Regions from separate parts of the Triticum aestivum genome. Here region 1 is linked to region 2. Evidence: chromatin contacts called from public Hi-C data. All regions are on one chromosome and are shown on one strand. Each heading gives the region's core, a stretch centred on a gene start, on an enhancer-like site or on the middle of the called end of the contact. The rest is flanking DNA. Distances are from core to core; before and after follow the strand shown. Region 1 holds the start of LOC123062764. Region 2 holds the start of LOC123062762.

Region 1 (4,848 bases), core at 1,796-4,295, 840 kb before region 2:
TTACCTTTTCACGTTTTTTATTTTTCATTTTATTTTTATAAATATGGCCTCTTTTAATGTGTGAACAATTTTAAATTTTGCGAATGTTTTTTAAAATTAATGAACGTTTTTCATTTCAATGAAAATATCTAAATTAAGCATTTTTTAAATTCATGAACGTTTTTCAAATCCGTGTAGTTTTCAAAATTTAAATTTTATCGCATTCATGATTTTTTAATCCGTGAACCTTTTGAATTTGGAAAATTATTTTAAAAATCATGAATATTTTTAGAATATTTTCAAATTTGTGAACATTTTTCTAATTCTGAATATTTCTCAAACTTGTGAATATGTTCTAAAATCATGAACAATTATTTGATTTCACCACAATTTAAAAAATAACCAAAAAAATGGTAACCAGTTTTTCCTCTAATACAATAGAGATGGAGCAGAAAAATCAAGCAAAAACCAGGACAAATGACCAAGCGTATGCACGAACGTTCGAAGGAGCACTATTGGGCCAAGGCCCAGAAGGATGTGTGGCATAGGAAGGCTTCCCGATCAAAATCACTAGTTAAGAGATACCCTTCCTAATGCAACGTTCAATACGTGGCGAAAGCAAAGGGGATCAGGTTGATTTCCCCCTCTTTCCTTCTACCTTGATTGGATCCATGAGGGAACACATCTTCCTCTGCTAGGGAGCATAGGTGTGCTTCACCGCGAAGCACATCCATGCTCCACACGCACGCTTCGCCGTGAATCACATTTGCGCCCTACGAAGAAGCCAACGTGTGCTCAACCGTGGAGAACATACGTGATTCACCTTTTCTCCTTTAGGGGGCATACTTGTGCTCCACTTGTTGAAGCACACTTACGCTTGAGGTGGAGCACCTGTCTGAGCACAAATATGCGAAGTGATTACCATGAACTTTAGCCAAAAAAAATTGCATTTTTGAAGACTCCTAAGATGATGCGTCATTTTTTTAGGAAAACATAATTTTTGTTATTGCTTCATATACTCATACATAAACGTTTTAAAAGGAAAAGTGATATGTATTGCCTATCGGGAGCGAGCAAAATCTATTTGGCAATTATAGCATTATCTGTACCTGGCGCACACACCTTCGCTTGTACGTACTAAGTAGGCCGGCCCATATTAGCAACACCAATTTCCTTTACATCGGTTTTGGGAACCTTCTTGAAGGCTCTAGAAGAATCCCTCCTGTTCTTTTCGGGCTGGTTTTTCTTTGGTTTTGGGGGTTGGGCTTTTATGTTTTCCATCCTGTTTTTTTTTTCTGTTTTATTTAATTCAACTTTTTTTAATTTGTGACCAATTTTCAAAATTTTGTTTTTTAAATTAGCATTTTTTCATATTCACAAAATTTTCAAAGATTCACGTTTTATTCAAATTCATGAACTTTATGATAAATTTTTTATTTTTACTAACCCATGCTTTTTAAAATGCATAAATTTGTTTTAAAGTCAGCCAACTTTTTTGATTAAAAGAGCTGAAGTTCATTTTTCCCAAGACAATACCGGAGTAGCAGTAAAATGTGAGAGAGAAGGAAAACAAAGCAAGCCGGTCGAACGAACGAGAGACTAGTGCTGCGAGTGAGCATACCAAAGGGCCATGGCATGTGAGCCTCTGGTGCAAGCCCTTGGCCAACTATCGCTTAATGTGCCGGCGAGGTGGTCTCCGTGAGCGATACCATTGCGGCATTGCCTCTGATCATCTTCGTCCTCCTCATTCGTGAGTCGGCCAATTATGAGCAAGGCGAAGTGGTCATTTTGCCACCCTAGGTTTGTTTTCAACTGTTTTACATATTTTTGTCGAGTTTCATATATTGGTAGGTTTTATTTCATTACAAAAAATATTCCAAAAGTTTAATTATATTCATGGATTGGGAAAAAAATCATGAATTTTAAAATGTTGACGAATTTGATAAAATTTCCATGGATTTGGAAAATGTCCATTAATTGTAAAAAAATGTTTGCGAATTGACAGGTGTTTGTCAGCGAAACAAAATGTTAGGTAACCCAAGGAAAAGTTCATTGATTCAAAAAAATCCACAAATTTGAAAAATGTTTGAGAATCATAGAAAACCACAATTCGAAAAATGTGCAATAATTTAAAATATATCTACGAATGCAATTTTTTGCAAATTTTAATAATATTTGTGATTTCATTTTTTTACCAACTTGAGAAATATTATGTATTTAAATATGTTCATGAATTTGAAATTATTATCAAAGATGTAAAATTGTTCACAAATTTTAAAAACATTCACGAACTCAAAAATCATTGCAGATTTAAAAAATCGTTAATTAAAAAAATAGCAGATTTTAAAATCTTTGTGAATTTTCAAATTGTTCACGAATTAAAGAATGTACGCGAATTTTGAGAAACAAGCTATAGTTTAAAATATATCCATTAATTCAAAAACAAATGCTTGTGAATTTGAAAAAAATCGTGCGAATTTGAAAAATATTTTTTGAATTCAAAATATATTTCCTATTTAGGAAATGTTTGTGAATTTCTCTATGTTCATGAATTTGGAAATGTTATCAAATTTGACCTTTTTGCAGAAATTTAGAAAATATTAACAAATTCGAAAAAGGTTTGGGAACTTTATGGCCCTTCCAAATGCTTCACGGTCTACACGTTCTAAGCATGTCACATAAACAAAATAAACTGACATTGCAAAACAATAAAGAAGTAGATACCGTGCTTTGATGACCCGAGAAGAAACAATGTGCATGAACATATGCAAAACACCTAGTATGCATTATGGGAGTATATATCAATGGCGGTTGTCGAAGTTCAGAAATTGCTAACTGACCACGTTTCATGGACCAACCAAACGGCTCAGGCCCAATAACACATGTGCGTTTGCAGTTCAGTCCATTTCTATCCATGTGCTAAAGTCAGTCAGGCCTGCACAGCCCAAGGAGTTCGGTCCATGCACCGAGAGCAGGACCGAAAACAAAAGCGGCGAGGCAGCGACACACCGGCCCGTCTTATTTTACGCATTTTCAATTCCCGTGGACCCAGCACAGGCTCGAGTCCCCGTGGACCACTCGTGTGCGCCGCGCCAGTTCTCCTTCCACCCTCCTTCCCACCTCATCCCGGCAGCCCCGCGAGATGATAACGCCAAAACCCTAAACCCCACCGCACCGCAACCCAATCCCTTCCGGCCGCCCGCCACCGCCACCGCCACGTCGGCCGGCGGCCTGCCGGAGACCGACCTCCGCTGTCCCCGTCGCCTCAGCCAGCGAGCGATGCACAGGATTCTCCCCCGAGCCGCCTCCTTCCTCGACGCGGCCGCGGCCCCGGCCCGGCCGCTGCTGCCCTCCTCCCGCATGCCCGCGCTCCGCCTGGCGGGCCCGTCCCTCTCCGCTTGCTCGGTGCCGAGCACCGCGCGCCTCCACCCCCTGCCGTGGCTGCGCTGCGGCGGTGGCGGCGCGGTCGCGAGGAGGGGGCTCTGCTGCTCCGCCGAGGCGGCGAGACGCGGGGATGTTGCCGCGGGAGAGGGGGAGGAGGAGGAAGAGGGGAGGGGCTCCAGAGGAGGTGGGGGTCGCAATTCGCCAGAGAGGAAGCAGAGAGGCCGGGGCGATGCGGCGACGGGGAGCGGGGAGCTGCTCGCCATTCCTGGGGTCGGGCCGCGGAACCAGAGGAAGCTCGTTGAGAAGGGATTCGATGGCGTCGCGCCGCTCAAGCAGCTCTATCGGGATAAGGTGCGTGCGTGGGTGGTCTGTTCTGGATTGTTCGTACTGTTTGTCTCTGTTTTATTGTAGTACTAGTTTGCAAAGTATGTAAGCAACACGTATGCTTGGAGTCTTCACCAGTTCCTGTGAATTGCCAGAATTGACATGGTCACATGGAAAATACATTTCTGTTAACATATGTTGCCTGAGAAAATGTCGTCACATACCACCACTTACATGTTAGCTCAAGCAAACTGATATGCTTAGACCTGCATTCTTGTATAGAGTTGGTGTACTGTGAGTGCAAGCAATCACTCTGTCCTTGACGACCAACTCGGCATTAGAATTCTGGTGGTCACTCCTCAGTTTTAGTAATTGAGGCAACACTGGTAAATGCACATTGGCTCCAAAATCTACAGCAGCAATGATTTTAGTCCTAAAGTTTATGCCTACGCCTACCCTGCATCTCACAAACTTCAGATATGCTGTCAAAAACTCAAGATCGTATTGATTGTAGCATTGCATAAAACAGGTTAATTTGATTCCCACTATGTGATCATTGGAGGCGCTGGAGCATTATCACCATGAAATTCTTAAGTTTGAAGGAAAAAAGAAGAAATTACTTTTGTCTGTTACTTTCTGGGTTTGCTTTACTTTATTCTCTTTAGTTCTTTGTCACAATCCTGTCTTATGAATATGATGGTGATTTCCTCACTTAAAATTCTGCTGGTTCAATCTAACTTCAACGCACCTAGAGCTAACACTTCCTGAGTTTTGCAGTTCTTTGGCAAGTCTGATGAGAAGATGGTTGAGTTCTTGCAAAGTTCAGTTGGCATCATACACAAGAACCATGCTGAGAGTATAACTCTGTTCATTAAAGAGAGCGTTGATGAGGAGGTGAAAGACACTGACACATCTAAGCCCTGCAGAAGAAAGAGGCTCACCTTTTGTGTTGAAGGGAATATCAGTGTCGGGAAATCTACATTCCTCCAAAGAATTGCCAACGAGACTATCGAACTACGTGACCTTGTGGAAATAGTACCTGAACCTGTTGCAAAGTGGCAGGATATTGGGCCTGATCATTTTAACATACTTGATGCTTTCTATGCTGAACCACAGAGGTATGCTTACACTTTCCAGAATTACGTCTTTGTGACAAGGGTG
Region 2 (4,663 bases), core at 1,494-3,993:
TTGCCACTGTTTAGGATCTGTTTGGTTGAAGACTGGTGTGGCCAAACCAAAGTGTGACCAGCCACACACAAGTGTGGCTGAGAAAATGGATGTCAAACTTTGACAAAAGTTGGCAAAACAATTGTCTCTATGACAAGTGGACCATAGGGACAGTAAAGTGTGGCAAAAATCAAATACATACCAACTAAAGTATGGGTGCCAAACTTTGGCTTGGCAAACTGTGGCTTGAAACCAAACAACCTCTTAGGCTCCGCAGCACTGGCGATTGTCTCGCCTCTGCAGTTTCGTATAACTGCAGCTACTGCTCCACTTCCACCCATAAAGAAAGTTGCATCTGTATTCAACTCATAATATTTTGGAGAGAGTTTTTTCCATCTTATAGTTGGCGGTGGAGTACCCGTAAAATGGCATAATTGATAGTTATTGCCTAAATGGCAAACAGAGTGTTCCTCGCATTTTTTAGTTTGTGATTTTTTTTAAATTCATGGACATTATTGAATTCATGTTTTTTTAAAATTTTCTTACTTTTAAAAAACATTTTTTTCAAAAGTCAACGAGATCGAGGGATTTGGAAAACCAGTCCCTTTTTTAGAATCACTAGCAAAAGAGTTCGTGCGTTGCAACGGGAGAGAAAATATAACACACACTCTTAACTCAACAACCATCACTCAAGACCACAATAGGTCCATCTCCTGTATTTTTACGAGGCATCATATTTGTGTTGCCGCTTATCCTCCTTCTCACCCTCGCTGGCGATGGTCTCGGTGTTCACACAAAAGAACAAAAAACGTGTGTTGAATATGGTCAATCCTAAGGCGTCTCTCTCTCTCCCTCTCTCCTCCCTCTCCCTCTCTCTCGCACGCACTCGCTTTCTCTCACTCTCGCGATGAAAAATCTGTTGTTTTCCCTGCGACATTTTTCAGAGGTATGCATGTGTAGTTATCGTTGTTTTCTTTTCTGTATATGATTATAGTGGGGTGTTTATTTGCAATTCGGGTCGCTGCCGGTATGAAAAAAATGAATCTTGCGCTATAAATTATAAGTTTGGTTCCATAACAATATTTAAAAAAATATTTAACAGGTAAAATTAACATCATATTTAGATTCCACACATTTTTTTAATAAAATTTCATATATAATATGTTAAAATCAAAGTTACGGTTTAAAAGATACAAATAATTTAGAAAATCATTTGGTTTGACTCTTCCAAGATAATATTTAAAAATACTTAATAGGTAAAAATAATCTCATATTCATATTCTACATATTTTTCTAATCAAATTTTATATATAACATGTTCAAATCGGAGTTACGGTTTAAAAGATATGAATGATTTTAAAAAGCATTTATTTGACTTAAATATGATCCGCGGATGAATTACCTAAAACATCAGGGGGGTTTTGAAAAATGTAAAATAACGGTTTAGGTGTGACTTAAATCCGAACGGCGAGTTGATTTCAAGAAAAGACAGGGACTTTCGTGTAAAACACGAAAATAACGATTCGTTTTAACTTAAAACAGGACTGTGGTTTGAATTCTCTGAAATTGAGGAACTTTTCTGAAAGATGCCATGATGGACGAAAGAAATCTAATTTATTTTATTATTAGGTAAAGATTTGGGAAAACACTCGAGCGTCGGCCTTCTTCTTGGGTTGGCCCACGAACGGTGGCTTGTGGGCGCCAAGAAGCTCAATCGGTATATGAGAGCAACTAGTAAATGATCACTCCTTCGGGAGTCTCCGAACGATCACTTGAAGGTGGGTTGAGAGCGCTATGAGCATTTTCTATGGTTCTTTATTTTATTTTTCGCACGCACATTTGGTTTTTTAGGCTGTTTTTTTGGCTTTTTGTTTTTTCAATGGTCTTTCTTAGCTTTTGGACAAAAAAATGTTAAAAAAATTAGCGAGAAAAAACTTTTCTTCACTTTCGCGAGAGGCACTGTGCCTTTTGAAAAAAAAACATGTTTTTTTTTCTTTCGCGAGAGGCACGGTTTAACTTTCACAAGAGGCATAGTTTTGGTTCCGCGAGAGGCATGGTTATGCCTCTCGAAAAGGAAAAAACATGTTTTTTTTTCGTGAGAGGCATGGTTTTGCTCCCGCGGGAGGCACTCGGATACTAAAAAAAATATGTATTTTCTACTTCTTTTCTTTTTCCGTGAGAAGGCATGGCCGTGCCTCTCGAAAACGGGAAAAAACACATTTTTTCCTTCCATGTAAGATACAGTTTTACTTCTGCGAGAGACATGACCGTGCTTCTCGGAAACTGAAAAAAATTTGTTTTCTATTTTTCTTCTTTTACAAGAGGCATGGGTTTTTCATCTCGTTTTTTATGGGAAAAAAGTTCGTCAAAATCTATCAACATGCGATCTAGTTTTGAAGAATTCGACGCGATGAATTCAATGGTGAAAACAGTTTGAGATTTGGACAATCTCGACGTGAGGAATCCAACGATAAAAACGGTTTAAGATTTGGACGCACGCTTTAATAGATAAAATATTTTAAATAATTGAATTTTCGAAAAAGGGGAAAACTCTCATTTTTTAGGGTAAATAATTGGATTTTCGAAAAGGGAAAAACTCTCGTTTTTTCTTTAGGGGAGGGAAAAACTCTCGTGCTACGATAAGTCGAAGGAGTACTCCTAAATTTGGCCCGTGTAGTAAGCGTGCCGTGCCTGACACACTCTAGCCAGGTCAGGCCGTGCCAGCCCATCTGGCCAGGTCTGACTCCATGACAGGCCCAAAGGGGAGCGGTAGAAGCGTCTAGCACTCTCCACTGACTCCGTGGGCGTTCGTCAAGCCGGGCACGGAACGCGCTGCCGCTGCCGCGATCCGGGCGAGCTCCACAAGCCGACGCCGGCGGCGAGGAGGAAGGACGGCTCCGATGGACGCGTCGGGGGAGCTGCAGTGCGTGGGGCGGCTGGAGATCGCCGCGCCCCCGCCGGCGCGCTACCTCCGCGTGGGCTCCCTCCCGGTCCCCACCGACGACTCCGCCTACCTCCCCGCCCTCCTCCCCTCCGCTTCCCCGTGAGCTCCCCCTCCTCTCTATTCTCCGCGCCCCTGCGCTTGTTCGATCGAAGTGGCGCGTGTGCAAGCCTAGGCGCCTCTAGCTGATGCTTCGTGCGATTTGATGGGCTCTGATGCAGGCTCCTGATCGAATCCATAAGGAGGCTGTTCAATCCGAATCACCCGAGCGATTATGTTGCTTAGGGCTTGCGTGTTGAATGCGATTGTGGGATGTCGAGGGCTGTGCTGGCGAATTTGAGGTAGAATGCGATTGGGGGAGAGCATTATCTGCTTTGCTTGTGCAGTTAGAATTGTTCCTGATTGTGATTCGTTTGTGAGGGCTTAAGACGGTACTTGTATAGTAGATCCTGGAGATGAAATGTGAATCCCTTCTTCAGTTACTGGGTTGTTATGATATTATTTTGGGGGAGAGTGACTATGGCGAAATGATCAACCGGCGTGCTTGCTGCTTGCAGCAAAGATCGGTCTAGCGAATGGTGAACACACTGTATCTCATTGTAGCGGTTACAACTTACAAACTAGCAGAACATAGATTTTGTGTTGGAACCTACAACCTAGAGTGGTGGGGGACACTATCTCCACCTTTCTCTTTTCATTTGGACAGCATCAACTAACGAGCATGTAGTCACAATCATGCTGGGAGCCTGGGAAGTGTAAAGTGACGTGTAACTGTTACCGAATGAAATTTCTTGTAGTCCGCAAATGTCCGAGTAGAGCCTGGAGATGAAATGTCAACCGCTTCTTTCGTTAGTGGTTTGTTATGGTATATTTGGGGGCAGAGTGACTATGGTGAAGTGATTACGGGCGGGCTTGCTGCTTTTAGCAACGACGGGTCCAGTGATCGTGAATGCACCGTATATCAATGGAGCGGTTACAACTTGCAAACCTGCAGAATATAGATATTTTTTCTGGAACATAGAATGGTGGTGGACACTATTTCCACACACACACGCGCGTGCGCACCCTCTTTTTTTTTGCATTCAGACAGCATCAGCTAAGGAGTATGTAGGCAAAATCATGTTGGGAAGTGTAAAGTGACACATTACTGCTATCAAATGAGATTTCCCCTTGTCTGCAAATGTCTGAGTAAGGAGAACCACTAGTTTAATCTTGCTCTTATTGTCACAAATATTGTAGGACTGGGACTGGAGCTCCAAGGTATCAAATGCTGCCACTGGAGACTGACCTCAACACGCTCCCCGTGATTCCAAACCTCCCGGAGAAGGTTTTCCCAACGGATGCGAAGAGTACTGAAGGTGACCTCTGTCGAGCCTTCGTTGTTATAGTTTGATCACCAAAACAAGATTCTAGGCTTCTTGGCAATTTGTAGTATAAGGCAGCATTACTGATGGTAAAAACATGCGTGTGCTATTAAAATTATAACTGTTTTAGCGTGTGGTAAGCATATGCGAGTCAAAACTGTCACGATTGGCTGCCTTTTACATGTATCCAAGTGATTTCTCAGCCACACCCTATATAATTAAATGATGTTTGGTATTTACAGTTGATGGATGCTATACCTGTGAAAACTCTAGGTAACATGACCTGGTGAATTATTATTCAAGCATATTTGGTCGGTAGCAATAAACACCCCCCCCCCCCCCCCCCCCCCCCAGGGTACGTTGTTACCGGTTAACAAAC

The links. A called contact is a pair of places that touch in the nucleus more often than the background predicts.
Region 1: a contact with region 2 is called in a Hi-C map of leaf, with 5 times the contacts expected there. The contact joins the promoter of LOC123062764 here to the promoter of LOC123062762 in region 2. A contact is called at or near these places in 2 of 5 Hi-C or Micro-C datasets (both in leaf).

The regions. Positions count from the first base shown.
Region 1 is chr3A:634,182,907-634,187,754 of IWGSC CS RefSeq v2.1, reverse strand. LOC123062764 reads left to right here and starts at 3,045. Exons shown (of 5, transcript XM_044486415.1): 1 at 3,045-3,714; 2 at 4,465-4,848. The coding sequence starts at 3,259.
Region 2 is chr3A:633,339,267-633,343,929 of IWGSC CS RefSeq v2.1, reverse strand. It overlaps LOC123062762, which reads left to right and starts at 2,743. Exons shown (of 9, transcript XM_044486412.1): 1 at 2,743-3,022; 2 at 4,160-4,278. The coding sequence starts at 2,880.